2 separate regions of the Mus musculus genome follow, and region 1 is linked to region 2. A link is a contact called in public ChIA-PET data. All regions are on one chromosome and are shown on one strand. Each heading gives the region's core, a stretch centred on a gene start, on an enhancer-like site or on the middle of the called end of the contact. The rest is flanking DNA. Distances are from core to core; before and after follow the strand shown.

What was found. ChIA-PET counts read pairs in DNA pulled down with a chosen protein or histone mark.
Region 1: an H3K27ac ChIA-PET map of liver shows a contact between it and region 2, with 7 times the contacts expected there. The contact joins the enhancer-like site here to the promoter of Kng1 in region 2. A contact is called at or near these places in 18 of 39 promoter capture datasets (the 3T3-L1 cell line, the C10 cell line, the HPC-7 cell line and 11 more), 9 of 15 datasets of contacts at CTCF or cohesin (the NIH/3T3 cell line, embryonic stem cells, hippocampal excitatory neurons and 3 more), 201 of 484 Hi-C or Micro-C datasets (the 3T3-L1 cell line, 3T3-L1-derived adipocytes, the 63-12 cell line and 93 more), 31 of 115 datasets of contacts at active chromatin or transcription factors (the NIH/3T3 cell line, PVALB interneurons, T-cell acute lymphoblastic leukemia and 21 more) and 4 of 9 other capture datasets (adipose tissue, embryonic stem cells, embryonic tail and 1 more).

What each region holds. Positions count from the first base shown.
Region 1 is chr16:22,879,535-22,886,127 of GRCm38.p6, forward strand. It overlaps Gm30505 (predicted gene, 30505), which reads right to left. Exons shown (of 4, transcript NR_110508.1): 3 at 4,655-4,705. It also overlaps a transcript of Dnajb11 not described here. Among named protein-coding and RNA genes, the nearest start is that of Ahsg, 9.2 kb to the right of the region's middle. Within about 2 kb of position 1,462, at least 36 of the 459 cell types and tissues checked have an H3K27ac peak or open chromatin away from gene starts, as enhancers often do. A contact at or near this core is called in the 63-12 cell line, the AtT-20 cell line, the C3H10T1/2 cell line and 7 more, where this site is marked.
Region 2 is chr16:23,053,731-23,061,176 of GRCm38.p6, forward strand. Kng1 (kininogen 1) reads left to right here and starts at 4,570. Exons shown (of 11, transcript NM_023125.3): 1 at 4,570-4,908; 2 at 6,653-6,763. The coding sequence starts at 4,714.

The sequences.
Region 1 (6,593 bases), core at 212-2,711, 180 kb before region 2:
GTGGGCTACAAGGGAGGTTAAAGGTTAAAGCGTTTGTAAGAACCATCTTTAAAAATAAGGTTTGAAAAAATTAAAGTTACCAGTATGTAAAGTTGCAAGCATTACTGGGGCCATCTTTGAAAAGAAAATCCCTGGTGCTCACAGGAGGTGGGGGAAACAAGCAGAAACTAAAGCTGTAGGATGTCAGAGCAGCACCAGGGAAAGCCACAGAGCTCACAGAGGGGAAAATGGAGCTGGGACTCCGGAAGCTTGAAGCGTCTCCTAAACCATGAGGACCAACCTCTGAGAGGCAGGGAAGGGAGGCTGAGGGGAGAATATGGGGACAGGTGCTGACATACTCTGTCAAACACAGTCACAGATAGAAACCTTCCTGTCTGGCTTTGGAGTCCATTCCAGTGTTTGCTAAGCCAGTTCCCCTTTGGAATTGCTAGCCAGGTCTATGTGTGTCTGCCTGCCCTTCCTCTTGATTCAGGTTGGGGTTCTCTGTGTAAGGCTCTGGGAAACTAAGGATGTCCAGAGGCCAACAAGTGAGTGGTAGAGGGCAGCCTTACTGCACCATGCCCTCCACTGCTAGTATCTGGACTCCACTACCTTCCCAGCACACAGCTCGTGGAGTGCGGTGAGAACTTTCCAACCCATGAGGTCAGTTCTTGCTGAGGATAGCGCTGGGTCAGGGGATGCTGTTCCCACTGGCCTTGGCCCTGGAGTGTCGCTTCTCTGCTTTCTCCCTCCTCTGCTTCTTCCTCCTCCACACACATTCTTCTCTGACAATGTCACCAGCGTGTGTGTGTGTGTACATACACATAGCCCCGAGACAGATCCTGGCTACTTCATTTATGAAAAGCAGGTCCTGTGCCAATCGGGCTGCTCCAACAGGTCACATGGGTACTGAAAAATAATCTCCCCACCCCCACCCCTGACTGTTTACACATTTAATCAGAATAGAAAGTATAAGAATGGCATCAGCTTCAAACCACTCTTATTTAAATAGTTGACAAAATGCCTTTTATTGAGGAAAAAATGAGCAATTGAGATAATAGTGAAAAATTCAGGTCTGACAACCAACATCAGCCTCTGTGTGTGTGTGTCTTTGTGTGTCTCTGTGTGTGTCTCTCTGTGTGTGTCTTTGTGTGTCTCTGTGTCTGTGTGTGTCTGTGTCTGTGTGTATCTGTCTCTGAGTCTGTATCTGTGTGTCTCTCTGTGTCTGTGTGTCTCTGTGTCTGTGTGTCTCTGTGTCTGTGTGTGTCTCTCTCTGTGTGTCTGTATCTTTGTGTCTGTGTGTGTCTGTATGTGCTTGCATCTGTCCGTTTCTCTGTCTCTTCCCCCACCTGTGTCTCTGTCTGTTTGTCTCCTTCCCTCCCCACTCCCCATCTCCATTCTTTCCTCTCTGACTCCTCACCCGCTGTGTGAGGGTTGGGGAGCAGAGTCACTTAAAATGACTGTCTAGTCAAACCTTGGCACGAGTTGACCCAGAGCCTAGCAGAGTATATTTCTATTTTTCTTGACTGGAGACCAAGAGCCACAGGAACCGGGCTTGGCAGCTGACTTTCATTAGGGCATAACAAACAGGATTACCCATTAGTGGGGTATCAGGTTTCCTGGTGCCATTTTCTGAACGCCAAGATGCTGTGGCCTGTAAAGGAAAAGCATGTGGGGGGTCTGTGGGAGGGGTGTTCTCCCCCATGGTGGCTATAGTGCTTTCACCGTGGAGGGAGACTGGGAACTCACCTGATACGGACAGGGGGGAGCATAAGCTTGGGAATGCTTCTGAGATGAACCTCTGCTCCAACAAGGTGCAGGGGACCAAAATGCAGGGACAGCTGATATGGTGAAGTGACATCTCATGTTGAACTGAGGAAACATTACTCACAGTAAAGGAAGAGTGCTGATCTGAATCGGGGGGCCTGAGCCTCTCTGCACCCACTCAGGGTCGCCTGTACCCCTCATTTCCTGCTGAGGTTCCCTTGTCAGTAGCTTCTCCCCAGACTGGTGTTTAAGGACACACGGATAACAAGCTGATTGTGGACTTGCATCCCATTGCATCACAGAGTAAATTAGCCTTGAACTGTTGGTTTTGGACTGTCTACAAGAGATAACGCAGTCACCCACTTGTTTTGTGTAGTTTCTGGGTTTCAATGTCCTCGACAACCATTTCCTGTCCCCTCTGAGACGTGGTGTTCCCAAACTTCTTTAGCTAAATACTATCTATGTAAGAGTTATCTCATGACACAGGGACCATGTGAGTACTGTGCTCCTCCCCCCCCAACCCCCCAAGAAATTGAATTGGTGTCCCTTGTTGCTGGGCATTGCTGTCTGACCCTGCAGAGAGGTGTCCACCTCTGACTCTGTGTCCTCCTTCAAGATACTTATGCCTAAGTTTAGACACTACCCCCTCCCTGTGGGTATCACTGCTTATCCCAGGATGCCACTCAATGGATGCCACTGTCTGCGCCGAGGGATGGCTGTCTGATACTGGCGATCTCTGCTAGGCTTTTGGGACTACTCCCTTCTCTAATCAGTCAAAGCATTCAAACCCCTGAGAACTACTGCCTGATTCTTGACAACAGGATTCTGCTGGGATACCTGCTTCCTCTCTTCAAAGTACCTCGGCCTACCTCTGCACATTGCAGCTGTCTCCTGCCAACAGGGTACTGTTGCCTGCCATGGATATCACATTCTCTTGAGGAACACTTTCTGCTTGAGGGTCCTGCTGCCTGCAGTGAATACCACTGCTTGGCTGTGGCACTGTTGCCTATAACTGGGTACTAACCCACTTCAGGGCACAGCTGCCTGCCTCTGGACACTACTGCTCAGTGCTGGACAGCCACTGCATGTCGCAGGGCATGCTGCCTACCCTGAGCCCTTCTGGCTTTTGCCCTAGGCATCATCCTGACTCTTTGCTTGCTCCTGTCCCTGCTGAGGTCCTGAATACCAGGACCATGCAGCATTATAAAAATTGTAGGATAGTGCCTTTGTTTTCCTTTGTCCCAAGATTGTGGTGAACATCAAAATAAAGGTGTTTGGACTTCTGAAGTCCCCTTCAGTTCTTATAACAGAACTCAAATATTTATATCAGGAGACAAATCCAAGTGACAGGCACTGTGATGTTTCTTCCAGTTGATCATAGGGGCTCCTGAACCAAGCTAAGCCTTTTGGTCTAGGCTCTATCTAAAAAACAAACAAAAAAAAAAAACAAAAAAACAAAACAAACAAACAAAAAAAAAACGTGTTCTCCCCAAAAAGAGCCTCCTGGAGATGTAGATGAGAGTTCTACATTCGGATTCACAGGCACTGGGCCTGGCTGGGGCTCCTGAAACCTCAAAGCCCCCCACCTTCATCCCTGTGACACACCTCCTCCAACAAGGCCACACCTACTCCAACAAAACCACACCTTCCAACCCCTCCCAAGTAGTGCCACTCCCTGATAACCAAGAATACAAACTTATGAATCTATGAATGGGAACCATTCTCATTCAAGCCACCATAGCCCCTCATCCTTCCGTCTGTTCCACCAGTCCCCAGAAAAGCAGCCATGCTGCCCGGGGTGAGTGTGACATACATTACATTGTCATGTACTATTTGGAAGCAGGGCTGCACCCCCTCCCATTTCAGACCCAAACATGTTTATCTCAAAATGTTTATCTCAACACTCCTTATCTGGGGTGGGAGGGGGGGAGGTAGGCTGGTCCTCTTATTTCCTATAACAGAGAAGAAAATACAGCAAAATAGCTGTGCCCTTGAGAACTACTTCCAACAGAGGTTACTATTGTTTATCCCCTGATTGGAAAGCACCTGGAGCAGGTAAGAGCTTAGAAACCACAAGTTCAGCCACAGGAAGCTAGCCCATGGAGAGAAAGCTCAACCAGGAAGCCTGGAAGCCTCTCTGAGCTTGCCCAGTTGGTTTCTGCTGGATGCACCCAGTGATGATGTTGTCTCTACTTGTGGCTGTCTGTGCTTTTACTTGGAAGTATTGTACAGGAGAGGATGTTCTGCCTGGGACCCTCTAGCCATCAAAAGCTCCGGCTGCCTGTTTTAGTTTCCCGGGGCTTCCCCAGTCAGTTTCTGCTGATGGTGTGTGGTTGTCTGATCGGATGCTCAGCTTTCTCTTGGCTGCTCACAGTTTTCTTCTTTGAAACCTGCTTGCTGTGTAGTTAAACTCACTCATATGAAAGTGAAAATGTGACTACCGTGGATCACTGGCTACTGAGAACAGACAAGGTGGAGACACAAGGGTTTAGAAAACATCTAACAATCTCTGCCACTGCCTCTGTAGGAGGAAAAGCTCAAATATTGACGAGTCAGGAGACAAAATTTGTTGAAAAAGTGAAATAAAGTGAAAATGCATGTCAAATAGAAAGCACAAAACTCAAAGGGCACAGTCATTTCTAGTACTAACCAGAAATTTTGGTGCTTAATAGGAAACAGCACTTAAAATGCAAATATTAGGATAGAGGTATTGAAAATAGAGATTGTGAGATTTTTCTAAAGAAAGATGACTTGCCAGTCTCTAGGTGTGATTTCAGATACTGTGTATGTGCAGATGTGCAGACATGTGCGCTGTCCACCGGATCGGATCACTAAGGGTTTCTATGTGGGAAATGCATCACCTTGACAAGAAGTAGAGCTGTGTCAACGAGAGGCAGAGGGTACAGACCTGGGTCAAAGTCCCACCTCATCTGCTGTGTGTGCAAATCTCCACCCAGAACTGTTGGTATAAAAAGAAGCAGGGGCAGCGAGTCAAAGGATGGGGCTCTTGCCTATTGCTCTGTATCTGATCTGTTCTTTAACTTACATAATTTTTATAATGGGGGACAGGACATAGGGCTTCACATACTCTACAACTCTACAACTGAGCTATATTTCCAGCCCTTATGTAATTATTTTTATTTCAGTAACCATTATTTTTTCATTAAGAACCCATTGGCTTTTAAAATGCAGCCCCCCATCCTCCCCCCCGCCGCCATCAGCATTTATTTTGGAGGTAGAGTTTTATAACATGGCCAGAATTAATTTATTAATTGGGCCTGTACCTAGCAGATGAGCATCTGGAAGAAAGGACTAAGAAAGCCCTTGAGAAAAAGAGCTACCCCTCAAAAAGCCATACAGGACTACTCTGTGCTTTGTGTGACTCAATGAAATGAAGAACCCAGGTTCCCTTGTTTGAAAAAAAAATGTTTAAAAATTTGAGACATCTACCACGCAGCATTCCACCAAGCACAGGTTGCTTCTAAGCGCAGGACCTGGTGCCCAAGCACAGGCAATTCCTGGGAAGCCAGCTCTGAATGCACTTAGAGATTCCAAGGGGACACAGAGTGTCACCAGGCAAACCATCTTTTTAGTACTCATTGGCACCCCTCATAGAGGATGCCCTAAGATGTCCCCCCCCTCAGGCCTCCCCCCGCGTGCCTTGTTTTTGGGCTCCAGCACTTTATGCCTGCTTTTCTGGTCTTCTAAGTCCCAACAGTCACTCACACCTACTGCCTACTGCACACAAATTTGAACCTTGCCCTGCTGACTTTCTCAAGAAGAAAACCTACTGTTTTCACACACACACACACACACACACACACACACACACACACACACACACACACCACACACACACCCCGCTGTCTTCCTCAGGTTTCTCCCATTGCCAGATGCTATCGGCCATACTGTTTCTGACACGGGCTAACTGAGGTCCAAGGGCACCTCTTCTTCTTTGGCATTCCCCACACTACCTCTGTGTACTCTCCAAGCTGGAGCATTAGGACCATTAAGAACTACTCTTTACTGGTAGCCAACCCTGTGCCGGTCTTCACAGTGGACACAGTGAGCTGATGTTATCTCCTGAACTCCAAGAGTTATCTTTACTAGCCTGGTTTTAGTGCCCATATTTAACTGATGGAGAAACGAGGGCTTAGCACTAAGTTCACTAAATTGACAAATAGTGACAGAAGCACTGAGTGAGACTTTGGTGTGCCATTTGGCTCCTCGTGGAGGGTCAGAATCATGCTCAGCTGCCCCAGAGCCCCGCCTCCCACATTGCTAACCTCTCTACATCCTGTTCAGCCACACCTCCCAGTTCCTGCCTCTGCCTAAGTATCAGGATTCAGCTCCTGGGGTGCAGCCTGCCACTTAGCGCTGCCATCAAATGACTGGGCTTCTGGGTTTGAATTTCAGCACACAAAGAAAGCCACCTTGGCCCCATGATCTGTACCTTCACTACAAGGTGACTCTCTGGTGTCCTGTTGCTGTTGAATGTTTGATAAGAACAAATGCCACAAAAGATGACCCACCTCCCCAAGTGTAGTCAAGAGATCAGACAGCAAGAAAAAGAAATGCTACTGGCCTAGAGCCTTGCTGGATTTAAGAGCAATGAGAGGTGTGTCCCATCTTACGGTACTTTCATTGAAGTCAGTGTTCCCCCTGCCCATGTTCAAGACACCTAATCAAGGCAATACATAGATAGGAATGTGTATGCTTTGATTTCATTGTTAATCCGTTTGAGAGTCCAGAGAAATGTCTGAGAACCAGAAAAACACTTTCTGTAATGGTAACTGACCAGCTTCCATCCATTAATTATTGAATTGCGTACATTCTACACAAGTCAT
Region 2 (7,446 bases), core at 3,320-5,819:
ATTGTACTGGCTGGTTTTGTGTGTCACCTTGACACAAGCTGGAGTTATCACAGAGAAAAGACTGCCTTGAGGAAATGCTTCCATGAGGTCCAGCTGTAAAGCATTTTTCTCAATTAGTGATCAAGAATGAGAGGGCCCATTGAGGGTGGTGCCATCCCTGGGCTGGTAGTCTTGGGTTCTATAAGAAAGCAAGCTGAGCAAGCCAGGGGAAGCAAGCCAGTAAGGAACATCCCTCCATGGCCTCTGCATCAGCTCCTGCTTTCTGACCTACTTGAGTTCCAGGCCTGACTTCCTTTGATGCTGAACAGCAATGTGGAAGTGTAAACTAAATAAACCCTTTCCTCCCCACTTGCTTCTTCATCATGAAGTTTTGTCCAGGAATAGAAGCCTTGACTAAGACATCCATCCACAAGGTGATTCAGGATCTCAAATCCTGATTTTCCCTGCCTGAAACATTGCCCCCTTAACACTTTTTTTTTTCTGGTCCCTTTGTGTACAGCTTATGTTAAGGAAAGACTGGAGGATCATGAAGGTGGTTTTCATGATCCTGAAAACCATCTTCTGGTTTTGGGGTACGTAATTTGTCTGGTAGTGGTGTACATTTTATTGGCTAAAATCCAGTCACCTGGACAGACTTAGTGAGAAACTGAGACATACTCTAAATGTATTCCAGGGAGAGGTGAGAATGGGTGTGATAAACAGGCTGCCAAAATCAGACATAGGAAGCTTAATCAGTCACGTGCTTTGACTCTTCAAAACCCAAACAACTCAGAGGATCACTCTGGTTAGCCTTCTCCAAAGCTGCCTTGTTTGCCCCTGGCTGTCCTGGGTGTGAGTTTTCACTGGAAATGGCCATGGTGATCCAAGTCCTTCACGACAGTGCTTACTAACTTCCTTGTTTTCCATCTACCAGCTCTTCCTCTCCCCACTTCCTCTCACCCTGGAAACTTAACTATGATTCAATTTATCTCAAAGACATCTGTACATCTGAGAACCTGGAACTATTGCTGGGCCTCACGGACAGAGTTAAGAATACACATAAGCCCTAAGACTGCTGTCTTACTGTGTACTCAGCATGTTTGATTGATCTCTGGTCTTAAGAAGAATGCTGCTATCAACCTTACCTTGGATTTCCCACGTAATCAGCTTTTCATAACTAATGTTTTATTTTGGTTTGCTTTGTTTTGTTCTGCTTTTTGAGACAGGGTTTCTCTGTGTAATCCTGGCTGTCCTGGAAGTCACTTGGTATACCAGGCTGCCCTTGAACTCAGAGATCCACCTGTCTCTGCTTCCAGAGTGTTGGAATTAAAGGCATGTGCTACCATTGCCTGGATGCATAGTGGTGGTCTTAAACTATGTACCTTCCGTGCTCCTAACCCAAGAGTAATGCACATGTGTATGCATGTGTGTTTTGATAACCTTGCTCAAACCAGCAAATAGGTTGAAAGTAGCCTTATAAAATGAGTATCAACCACAAATGTTGGATATACCGTGAATATTGCTTGTTTGATTGATTGATATTCTAAAGAATTTACAAATCAACACTCTCAGGAAACACTGAATTACACAAAGTAGAATTTACTTAGAGAAGTTCTATCTCTGATATGATTGGAAGGTAAGAGATGTCCTGGCGTGACTTGTGAGAAACTGTATGAAAGAAAAAAATATGCCATATTGAAGTGGTAGGTGTGTGCTCTTGCTGTAAGGGAACATACCCATGAGAAAATTTTAGTCAGTTTCACATGCACTGATAGAGAGGACATTTAACAGTGATATAAGAAATTAATGTCACAATAATTGAACACTAGTCTAGCTGAGGTAAGTAGCAAAGTAGCAAGCAAGGTTTCTGGCTTTAATGCTCTGGCATTCCTTGTTTCCTCCTAATTACAGCTTTGTAGGCTGGTCTTATTTCATAAGACCTCTGTAGTATTGATTGCCTCTGTGTTTTCCTTTTGGATTTTATAAACCAGGAGATTTTGGCCACAAGTTGGAAGACGAGTCACATAATTCAGATACAAGTGAATGGATGCAAGGGGTTTGAAAATGTGCCTGGACTTGACAGCTTGAAACCTACTGTTCCAGCCTTAGCCAGAGCACCTGCCCTGTTAGCCTGTTCTGGGGTGACTTGTGTGGCTACAGCACTTGCCAGCTCTCCTAGAAGCACCTGCTCTTCTTTGGATCTGCAGTCGTTGTTGAAGGTGTGGATGCCTGTGCAAGTGACTAACTACTGTATCCACTTTTGTGATTTTTGTTTTTGTTTTTGTTTTTCTTTGGGTTTTGGTTTGGTTTGGTTTTTGGCTTTTTGAAACAGGGTTTCTCTGAATAGCCCTGGCTGTCCTGGAACTCACTTTGTAGACTAGGCTGGCCTTGAACTTAGAAATCTGCCTGCCTCTACTTCCCAAGTGCTGGGATTAAAGGCATGCGCCACCACACCACGCTCACTTTTGTGATTTTTATAAATGCAGTAGCTTTGTGTAATCTTTTACAAATGTCTGATTAATTTTGCATATCTAGAAAGTAGATAACCTGTTAAACAGGACAACTTGACTTCCTACACAGATCTCTCTGCCATTGCTGCTTTTAGAGAACAGGTTACAAGCTTGATGATATTAGAGCACTCTGGACTCTTTCATCAGCCTGCTGCAGAATTCAGGTTCTTTTGTTTTGTTTTGTTCATTGAATCAGGGTTTATCTGTGTGGCCCTGGCTTTCCTGGAACTCACTCTGTAGACCAACAGGACCTTGAACTCAGAGGTCTGCTAACATCTGCATTCAAGTGCTGGAATTAAAGGTGTGTGCCATCACTACCTCGCAAGTTTGTCTTCTTGTTATTAATATTCAGGACATTTGGTGGGCTTATAGGAATAGAAATAGTCACTTGGGCATACCTTTTGTTCTGAACAGAACACTTTTACAGTCTGACTTTTACAAAAATTGCAATGCTTGTGACTTATATAAACTTCCTAACTGTAGAAATTCTTGACTACAACATGCCACTTTGGGGAAACTAAAGTCAAAGCCTTTCACTCTGCCTTGTTTTCTCTTCAACCCCTGTCTTCTCTTGTCTTTGCTTCTGTGACTCGTGGTATTAGGCTGTTTTGGTTACGTGAAAGCTTAAGTGTCTCAGGTTTCACTTCTGAAACTTGCTCAAAATTAAAGGATTTCTGTGAAAACCCTAAAACAATCCCATTGAGGTATTATGATTTCCACATCGTTCAGGGGAAGAAACCCTGATGCGAAGGTTCTCTGACTCTGACTCATACACACATGGGCAGAGATACAAACCTACACTTGTTCACATCCGGACACACAGAAGAACACATACACGGAGACTGAGGCACACACTCAGCCAAGCATGAAACTCATGCACACTGGCATATGTGCACACACCTGTACAGACCGAGTCACATAGAAGGTCATGGGTAGAGCTACATTGGCATTCCTTAGGACCTCTGGCCCAGTGCCTGTTCCTGCTGCACTTCTATAAAGTTCCCATTCAGCACACGGTGACAGCACCTGGCTCCAGGCCTCCGGGCCTCTCAGGCAGACTCCAGCTCACACTAGAAATTCCCATCAACCACACAGAAGCCAACTTTTGAGATTTCTTTATTACTTTTATTTCTTCTTTTTCTTATTTCCTAATTTCCTTCCATCTGTCTTTCCTTTCTTTTCTTTTATTCCTTTTTTAAATTATTATTATCAGTATTATTCTGTATTTGTGAGAGAGACAGAGAAAGGATGAGAATGTGTGTATGCAGGCACACAAAAGCCACAGCCCACATGTGGATGTCAGAGAGCTCTCAGGAGTGGATGCCTCCCCGGACACCTTGGTAAGACAGGTCTCTTTGCTTTTCTTGCTTACAAACTCCAGGGTACCTAAACTTCCTGGTGATCCTCTGGCCTTCCCCTTCTGGATTAAAGTAGGAATACCAGGGTTACAATTGTGTGTCACCATCCAGAGGTGTTCTGTGAACTCCTGGCTTCAAACTCTGCTTGCCAGCCTGAGGCTTGTGAGGCAAGCACTTGAATCAGGTGAGAATCTGCTGGCCCCACCCCTTCTTCACATAGACCAATAGAACCCAGCAGAGAGGTTGGCATGGCCAGAGGCCAGACAGGATGCCCATGATTTGTCAGATTTGCTAGTGTCCTGGGTGGAGCTCCCAGCATGTGACTGATGGTCCTGCACATGTGCTTTTCAAGAACACACCAGAGCTGACAAAACCTTGTGTCTGTACACTCTGACATGCCACAAGCAATATTGTGTAGGAGGTATTTCTACATTGTCTTCAATGTATATTTATGCAGAGCCCTTTGTAACTGGGCCAAGAGTAGCAAGAGGATACTGGAAATGGTTGTTGGTTTTAGCTCCTTTTACTGGTTTCTGCTTTAATTCACTGTGGAGAGTTGAGCAATGTTTTAGAAATGGGCTTTGCACTCCCACATTCTTTACAAAGGCAGACAAACAGGTCAACAATCCCATGTTGCAATTCTCCAGCTCCATACCTGGTTGGACATTGAGCAGAGTCCTGTTTGTTCTCTGGGAAGAGGGCACACAAGGGGCGTGACCTCAGGAATCTAAATAGGGGCCTAAGTGGTGAGGCAGAGAGAGCTGAGGCAGGAGAGATCAGAGCCCAGAGGCTGCCAAAATCAGCTTCTGAGTTGGTTTCCCATTCTTGGCAAAACAGTCCCTCAGTTCTAGAGGGACCCTTAAATCATGAAGCTCATTACTACACTGCTCCTCTGCTCCGGACTCCTGCTGACTTTAACACAGGGAGAAGAAGCGCAGGAAATTGACTGCAATGATGAGGCTGTATTTCAGGCTGTGGATTTCTCTCTGAAGCAGTTTAACCCTGGGGTAAAAAGTGGCAACCAGTATATGTTGCACCGAGTGATCGAGGGCACTAAAACGGTGAGTAACAGCTTTCCTGTGAAACCACTTGTAATTGGTGCTCTCAGGCACAGGGGTAGAGGTTGGAGATGGCCCGTCCTTAGTCTTCCTGGGCGATCATGAAAGCAGTATCCCAGGAAGAAAGAAACCACAAAAGATGGAGATGTTCAAAAGGGACAGGCATAGTGGGGAATCCAGCAATGCAGTCAGCTTGCAGTAGGGGAATCCACTGCATCTGTGAACTTAGCCATTTTCCAGACTTAAGGGAGAGTTCCCTCCTGGGATGAATACAGGGAGTAAGAAGAGAGCTGACATTATTGCCTTGGACCAAGTATCTAGCACTGCCTGTGTGTGGCTGATTCATTGAGCTTAATAGTAATGTTTCCACTAGCTTTCTTTAGTTTGGGGGGCAGGGAGGTGGAGCCATGGTGTCATTTAGCTTTAGATTAACAACAAACTTGCTGTGTAGCTGACAATGATCTTAAACTTTTGATCCTCCTGCCTTCATCTCCCTGGTGCTACACATACAGGCTTGTGCCCCCATGCCAGGTTTCTGTGATACTGGGGAATCAACCTCAGGACTCTGCCACCTACACTCCATCCGGAGCACACTTTGGCAGGTTTTCTCTATATTCTTACTGCTTTGTCAGTGCACGCAGGTAGGAAAGGAATGAAAGCAGGGTGCATAAATTAGAGAAAAACTTTCTTTAAGATTTTTTAAAATTAAGTTTACAGACTAGAGAGATGGCTCAGTGGTTCAGAGTACTGGCTACTCATGTGAGCAGGGGGCTGGGATCAGCTCCCAGCACTTATGGTAGTCACAACCATCTCTAACTCCAGTTCCAGGGACTACAGTGTGTCTTCTGGCCATCCTGGGCACCAGGCACACATAGTATACATACATACATTTGGGCATACACTCACACTCTTAAGATAAAAATTAAGAATTTACATTTAAAAATCTTTGAATAAACAAATTTCATGTAAAAGACTTTCTTTGGATTGGTCACATTATTTCAGCATGAAAAAATCCCAATCCTTTGACGCCATGAGGATAAACAGAAAGCCCTGAGGGACACAGGCGTGTGTGATTCAGAAGGTGAAGGGAAGCCTTTATTTCTCTCTGCAGCACAGCCTGCAGTCTGCTTCCTCCTCTCAGAGCCATATCCCCTCGTGTCTCCACTGCTGACACATGGGGCCCATGGGAGTTTCCTTGTACAAGGTCCATGTAGCTCTCCTGGCCTTGAACTCAAGGTCTTCCTGTCTCAATCCACCAAGCGTGCTACTGGGATTCCTGGCTTCACCCCATGCCCAGGTTTACCCAGAGATGTTGAACTCATATATGTACATACATGTAAACCAGGGTTTACATAAAAGAGGGCAGGGATAATACTATGGATACTGCTTTGAAATCACTAAGAGTATAAGCATATTATGAACATAATTCCAAGGAGTATTTATACACACGTAAACATTTATTATTTTTTATTTTTATTTTATTTATTTATTTTGGTTTTTCGAGACAGGGTTTCTCTGTGTAGCCCTGGAAGTCCTGGAGCTCACTCTGTAGACCAGGCTGGCCTCGAACTCAGAAATCCGCCTGCCTCTGCCTCCCAAGTGCTGGGATTCAAAGGCGTGCACCACCACCGCCCGGCAACATTTAATTTTCAATAAACACAGCTGTCCCTGCATCTGCTCAGGACTGCTGTTTGTAATGTGTCAGGGTCCCCTAAGTGACTCCAGGTCTCACCCTTGCTTTCCTCAGGATGGCTCTCCAACCTTTTACTCCTTCAAGTATCTAATCAAGGAGGGCAACTGCTCTGCTCAGAGTGGCCTCGCATGGCAGGACTGTGACTTCAAGGACGCTGAGGAAGCCGTGAGTGTGCTCTTTATAGGAAAGCCCCAGCCTGCCCCATGCAACCCCCAGGGTGCTCTGAAATGTCCAGGAGACTGGTAAATGACAGATCAGTGGGAAACTTGTACTAGTGTGGGGGCACTCCTGACCACTTGGTTCCCAGGCGCTTGTTTACAGCAGGGCCCCCTGCCACCTCAGACACTCGTCATCTTTCACGGTGACAAAATGTGTCAAGTACCTGTGGTGCTGTTTCCACAAGGTAGGTAAACTGAGGCAGTGAGAGGCACCCGGGCAGAAGGAACAACTCACAGCCAGCAGTGTGGAAGTGGGAGGTTCTAAGAGATTAAGCTGAAGTTTATGTAAAGAGCAGACACCCACTGAAACTGAGGGGGAAATCAAATTTGAAGCTCCTCCTGTTGGTCCTGAGGCAGGGCATCCAGCTGGGTGACAGAGAAGCAGCCACAGAGCTCCACATCAGGGCTCAAGTTTAGAAACCTTACTCTCCCTCTGCCCAGACCCATGAAGATCAGTGGTCTGTGGAAACAGTCACTAGGTCACATTAATATTCATTCTCACGTCTCACAAGTGGTTAATGGGCTGGAAAGATTGCTGAGTGGTTAAGAGCGCTTGCTGCTCTTCAGAAACTTGGGTTGGGTTTCTAACAGCCACATGGACACTTAGAACCTCTGTAACTCTAGTTCCAT